2 separate regions of the Danio rerio genome follow, and region 2 is linked to region 1. A link is a contact called in public Micro-C data. All regions are on one chromosome and are shown on one strand. The core of a region is the stretch at or near the end of the contact, and the rest is flanking DNA. Distances in the headings are between cores, read along the strand shown.

Region 1 (2,706 bases), core at 136-2,635:
CTAATTCAATATAAATGGTTAATGAGAATATATATAACCCTTGATAAACTTCATCATATGTCTGCTAATATTCCAGATGTTTGCTCTAAATGTTTAGATGATAAAGGTACATGATATCACTGCAATGTCTTAAAATAGTAAAGTTTTAGAAGAGATAATTGAATGTATGTTGGATTTGTTTAACTTTAAAATACCTTTAAATGCTAAACTCTATTCTTGGTTTATATCAAATGGAACTTACAATTGGAAAGAAAAAAACTGGGGCTTTGGTTTTCTTCAAGCTAGAAGGGGTACTGCATTATACTGGAAACACATGAATGCTTCATCCATAGAACTGTAAAAAAAAGAAATATTGAACTGCATTGGACTGGACTGACTAGCTTATCATCAAAAGCAAGCAGAAGGACTTTCACTATCTTTGGGAACCATATATGTATGTTGTCGTGTGTTTGTAAACATGCATTTTTTTGTATTATTGTTTTTGTTATTTTGTCACTATCTATTTTTCAATGTTTCAATTCATTATTTATTTATTTATAAATACTGAACTTAAACACTAAAACCTGAACCACACTGTTCCAGTTACTATGACCATTTATGTGAAGCTGCTTTGACACAATCTACATTGTAAAAGTGCTATACAAATAAAGCTGAATTGAATTGAATATTTATTTATTTATTTATCAATAATTTATCAGTAAACCTATTTGTAAAACAAACAATTTGATTATCAGAATAAAATACTGAATTATTAAACACTAAAATATCCATATATAAACTGAAACTGAAAATTTTTTAATGTTCATTTTTACATTTTATTAATAATAATAACAATATAATAATAATAATAATAATAATAATAATAATAATAATAATAATGCAGAGTTTTTCCTTGCACAGAAAAGGTAGGAGTGGTATTCTGATAATTCGGATAATATTTGCTTCTTGAAATAAACACATTTTGCATTGTTATTATTGTAATTTTATCAAGTAAAACATCATCTATTTTAAAAGGCTAACATTAAATATAATTAAAAACATTTAATTTTGGGTCTGTCAGTAGCTGTGGCTCTTTGCCTGATTGTTGTCGAATGGTGGAGGTGTTACAAAATTTGATGGAGGTGGCCACCTCGTAATTCACTAAAAGGGAAATAACCTGTAATGTGTTACTGATATATATACCACAGTGACAGTCATCATTTTCTCTTATGAAACACCTCAGTAATTTATCAGTCAATAAATTTAGCTTGTGGCTGAATATTAAAATAAGTTTTAAAAGAAAGAAAGAACATGATTTTAATTTAACGAGTGCATATCTGTGAAGGCTTATTACTTCAGTGCAAACTTTAGTGCAAAAACGGCTTTGGTGGTGATGAATTTGCATCCCACTTTATCTGAGGTGCTTTGCATAAACAGCGCCCTCTGTCTGTCACTGCTAGTGCAAAAACATTAGCATGAGATTTAAAAACAAATGTTTTTGTTCTTCTGTTTTTAGGTTAAAAAGGCCTTTTTTGCATTGGTGGCCAATGGAGTCCGAGCCGCCCCTCTGTGGGAGACTAAGAAACAGAGTTTTGTGGGTGAGTAAAATATAATGATTATATATACAGTTAAAGTCAGAATTATTAACCCCCCTGAGTTATTAGCCCCCCTGTTTATTTTTTCCTCAATTTTTATTTAACGGAGGGAAGATTTTTTCAACACACTGGTAAACGTAAAAATTTTAATAACTCATTTCTAATAACTGATTTGTTTTATATTTGCCATGATGACAGTAAATAATGTTTTACTAGATATTTTCATGTAGGGTAATTAGGTTAACTAGGCAGGTTGGGGTAATTAGGCAATTTATTGAATAACAATGGTTTGTTCTGTAGACATTTGAGAAAAAATACCTTAAAGAGGCTAATAATTTTGACCTTGAAATAGTGTTTTAAAAATAAAAAACAGTTTTTTTTCTAGCTGAAATAAAACAAATAAGACTTTCTCTAGAAGAAAACATATTATTAGACATACTGTGAACATTTCTTTGCTCTGTTAAACATCATTAATACCTTAAATAACCTTAATAATTCTGATTTCAACTGTATTTGCATATTTTGATAGTGACCCTTTCATATGGAATCTCCATTAAACATATATAGTTAAAGGCAAAATTATTAGTCCTGTGAAATTGTAAAACTTTAAGTGTTTCCCACTCTCAAAAAATGACGTGTGCTCTTTTTTTCAAATAGTTTTATGTTCAATCCTCTTAAATTTGTAAAAACAAATGAATTATTATAATCCAATCCAAATCAACTGTGTGGAACCCAGCGTTTTTACAGTGCAAGCACTATTTTACGGAGCAAGGAAATTTTTACAGTATAATAATATATAATAGTTCTGAAACATTCTTGTTTCTTTTAGTTTGGCCGAATAAAAGCAATTATTATTATTATTATTATTATTTTACTATTGTTAAGGTCGATACTCTTAGCCCACTTAAGATTTTTTTTCATTAGCTAATGGCTAAACCACATTTGTCCAATAACTTGCCCAATTTATATAACATTCCTATTGTTAACCTAATAAATTAGTTAAGTCTAAAAATGTAGCTTTAAACTAAATTGTCTTGTAATATTACTAGTAAAATATTAAGTAATGCCATTATGGCAAAGACAAAAGAAATTAGTTATTAGAAATGACTTATTAAAACTATTAGGTTTAAAA
Region 2 (3,126 bases), core at 350-2,849, 38 kb before region 1:
ACAAACTAGAGATTCGGTGTCCTTGCTGATCTTTTAAAAGTATAAGCATGTACAGTTGGAGTCAGAGTTAACAAACCCCCTGAATTATTAGCCTCCCTGTTTATTTTCCCCCAATTTCTGTTTAACGGAGAGAAGATTTTTTTCAATACACTTGTAAACACAATAGTTTTAATAACTCATTTCTAATAACTGATTTATTTTATCTTTGTCATGATGACAGTACATAATATTTTACTAGATATTTTTCAGGAGACTTCTATACAGCTTAAAGTGACATTTAAAGGCTTAACTAGGTTAATTAGGTTAACTAGGCAGGTTAGGGTAATTAGACAAGTTATTGTATACTGATGGTTTGTTCTGTAGACTATCCAAAAAAAAAAATTAAAGGGACTAATAATTTTGTCCTTAAAATGGTTTTAAAAAATTTAAAAAATGATTTTATTCTAGCCGAAATAAAACAAATAAGACTTTCTTCAAAAGAAAAAAATATTATCAGACATACTGTGAAAATTTCCTTGCTCTGTTAAACATCATTTGGGAAATGTTTAAAAAAGAAAACTTCAAAGGGGGTTTAATAATTCTGATTTCAACTGAACTTACATTCACAATACAATGCACAATACATTTTATGTTCCGAATTATATGAAGTATGCGATGTGTATGTAGTACTGCATTTTGTTTTCTATATTAATCTATTTTTATTGTTTTATTAAGTCACATTTTTAATTGGAAAAAAAATACTAATTATGTTATTGAATGCATTAATTTTCATTTTTAGTAATAAATAAAATTGTATTTAATTTTTAAAAATTAAAATTAAAAGAAAAAAATATTTTAAAAAATAATATGATTTATATATAAATAAAAAATTATTATTGAAATTTAAATAAGGTATTTAAAAATATATTAAGATTAAATACACAAATCCATTAACACTCAATTGAAATATAGAAATAAATCATTATTATTATTTTATTTATTTAATGTGCATTTTGTACATATTATGTAAAAAGTTAAATTCTTATACTTGGTATTGATTTTGCTTCTGTTAAAAATGTTAAACTAGAGATATAAATTGCTTTAAATTATGAGGCTTTAAACTATAAGGTAAATTTTTGATTGCATTCTGCAGACAATATGGCTCATATACAAATAGCAAGTATTATAAATGATACTGTGGTTGTATTTCATGACTGTAATGTCTTTTAAAAAATTGAGCTTAAAAAAAAGCTTTATAATACAGAAAAAAAAGACCTGCTGTTGTATTCATATCTAGCCAAACAGCTGCCCCAGATTTCACCACATGTAGTTGTGCGTAAATAGCGTTGGGGGGCGCTGCTCAGCTTAACGTGCCCTCATAGATTCAGGAAAAAGTCCTTGAAATGTTGATAAGATCCACACTTATGTCTTTAGCAGACCTTTCAGGAGATGAAATACAGCTATTTTTTACCTTCAGAGAATGTGCTCCTCATTCATGTCTGATAAAATCTGGAAAAACATGCTCTTATGTGAAGTCAGCAGTTAAAATGCACACCGTGACAAAAAAGAGAGATCTATAATGAACTTGTATGCCATTTAAAAGCACAAGTAGTAGCAAGTAGCACATGTTTACTGAGCTGACATATGCAAAATAGAGAGAAAGAAAGGCAAATGAAGAGGACGATACTTGATTTGACTGAGCTGGTCTTTTTGTAAAGTGTGTTGTGTTACTAAAGCCAGTGTTATAAACCAAAAGTCTGTGAATGAACAAACGTAACACCAGTTTCAGTGTAAATACTCCCATATGGAAATCTGATTTATGTTTTTATGTCACTTTTACTTACTTTAATATGTTAATCAGGTTTGAAAGGTATAGTTCCTGCAAAAAAATTTGTTTTATGATTTGTTCTGTCGAACACACACAATAAAAGATGTTTTGAAGAAAGCCATTGACTTCCGTTGTATTCTTGGTTTACTATGGATGTCAATGGTTAAAATTTCCAACATTCTTCAAAATATCTTTTTTTGGGTTCAACAAAACAGAACAGCTCAAACTGATCAAAGGTGAGTAAGTAATGGCAGAATTCTCATTTTTGGGTGAAATATCCCTTTAAGTTATACAAAGTTTAACTTAATATGATGTAAGTTGCGATAACAACAAAAGTCCATTTGATTCAACAAAAAAAAAATTTAAGGCACCAAGTTTGTGTGTGTGTGTGTGTGTGTGTGTGTGTGTGTGTGTGTGTGTGTGTGTTCATATTTGTTAATCTATTTGTTGAAAGGTATATGTAAACAGACATTTTTGCAATATTTTTATAATTGAAATATACATGTTACATATATACGAATATCTGACATATTTTTATATCAGTGATCTCCAATCAAGAAATATTATAAATATTATTAGCATTTATACAACAGTTTTGTCGGGTTCTTGAGTCTGATTGGCTGATAGCTGTGCAATATTCTGCCAGTAACAGCACTCGTACGGCCTCCTCACCCTTCACCCTTGTACTTCACCCACATATAGCAACAAGCAGAGGACACTCTACAGTTTGACAAATATTGCTGCTGTTGGGCAACCTGATGTACTTTTGAGGCTTTTTTAGTCAAGAATGTAGTTGTTTAGATTGCAACCATGCAGTTTATTTATAAAGATAGTGCCTATTTTTAAATATTTATAATTTCTGAGAGACAAAGCATAGGCGTCCATTAACCTGAACAGAGCAAAGACAGTTGACGTTTTCCATCCACAAGATGGCGATAGAGACCACATAATAAGCCCTTAGAGGAGAAATAACCCAGCGTAATTTTAAACTACAGCTGATCAATTCATTATTAAACTGGTAAGTGACTTTCTAAGTCGATCTCTCTATTTTGTATGTTGTAGTGCTGTATGTATACCATAGTAATTGTATATGGTCATCATTTTAGATATTACGCTTGAGAATCATTCAAATACTAGCACACGTACAAGTGACGTGTGTGAATGAGCAACGGTTTCTGCTGTTTTGAAGTCAGCTGCAGATGTAAATGAATGTCGGAAGAGAGTAGTTCCACTTACAAAAGGATTTTGAGACTCTCCCTGTTTTTCTTTTTTATATACATGATTATGCCGTCAAATGTGTTTGAATAATCGTAAAAAAA

What was found. A called contact is a pair of places that touch in the nucleus more often than the background predicts.
Region 2: a contact with region 1 is called in a Micro-C map of caudal fin, with 14 times the contacts expected there. The contact joins two enhancer-like sites. A contact is called at or near these places in 2 of 18 Hi-C or Micro-C datasets (caudal fin and an unstated tissue).

The regions. Positions count from the first base shown.
Region 1 is chr24:32,463,015-32,465,720 of GRCz12tu, reverse strand. It overlaps prkag2a (protein kinase, AMP-activated, gamma 2 non-catalytic subunit a), which reads left to right. Exons shown (of 14, transcript NM_001328430.1): 5 at 1,496-1,577. Among named protein-coding and RNA genes, the nearest start is that of cox4i1l, 38 kb to the right of the region's middle. Within about 2 kb of position 1,385, at least 2 of the 62 cell types and tissues checked have an H3K27ac peak or open chromatin away from gene starts, as enhancers often do. A contact at or near this core is called in caudal fin, where this site is marked.
Region 2 is chr24:32,500,659-32,503,784 of GRCz12tu, reverse strand. All of the region lies in intron 1 of prkag2a (protein kinase, AMP-activated, gamma 2 non-catalytic subunit a), which reads left to right. Among named protein-coding and RNA genes, the nearest start is that of prkag2a, 13 kb to the left of the region's middle. Within about 2 kb of position 1,599, at least 17 of the 62 cell types and tissues checked have an H3K27ac peak or open chromatin away from gene starts, as enhancers often do. A contact at or near this core is called in caudal fin, where this site is marked.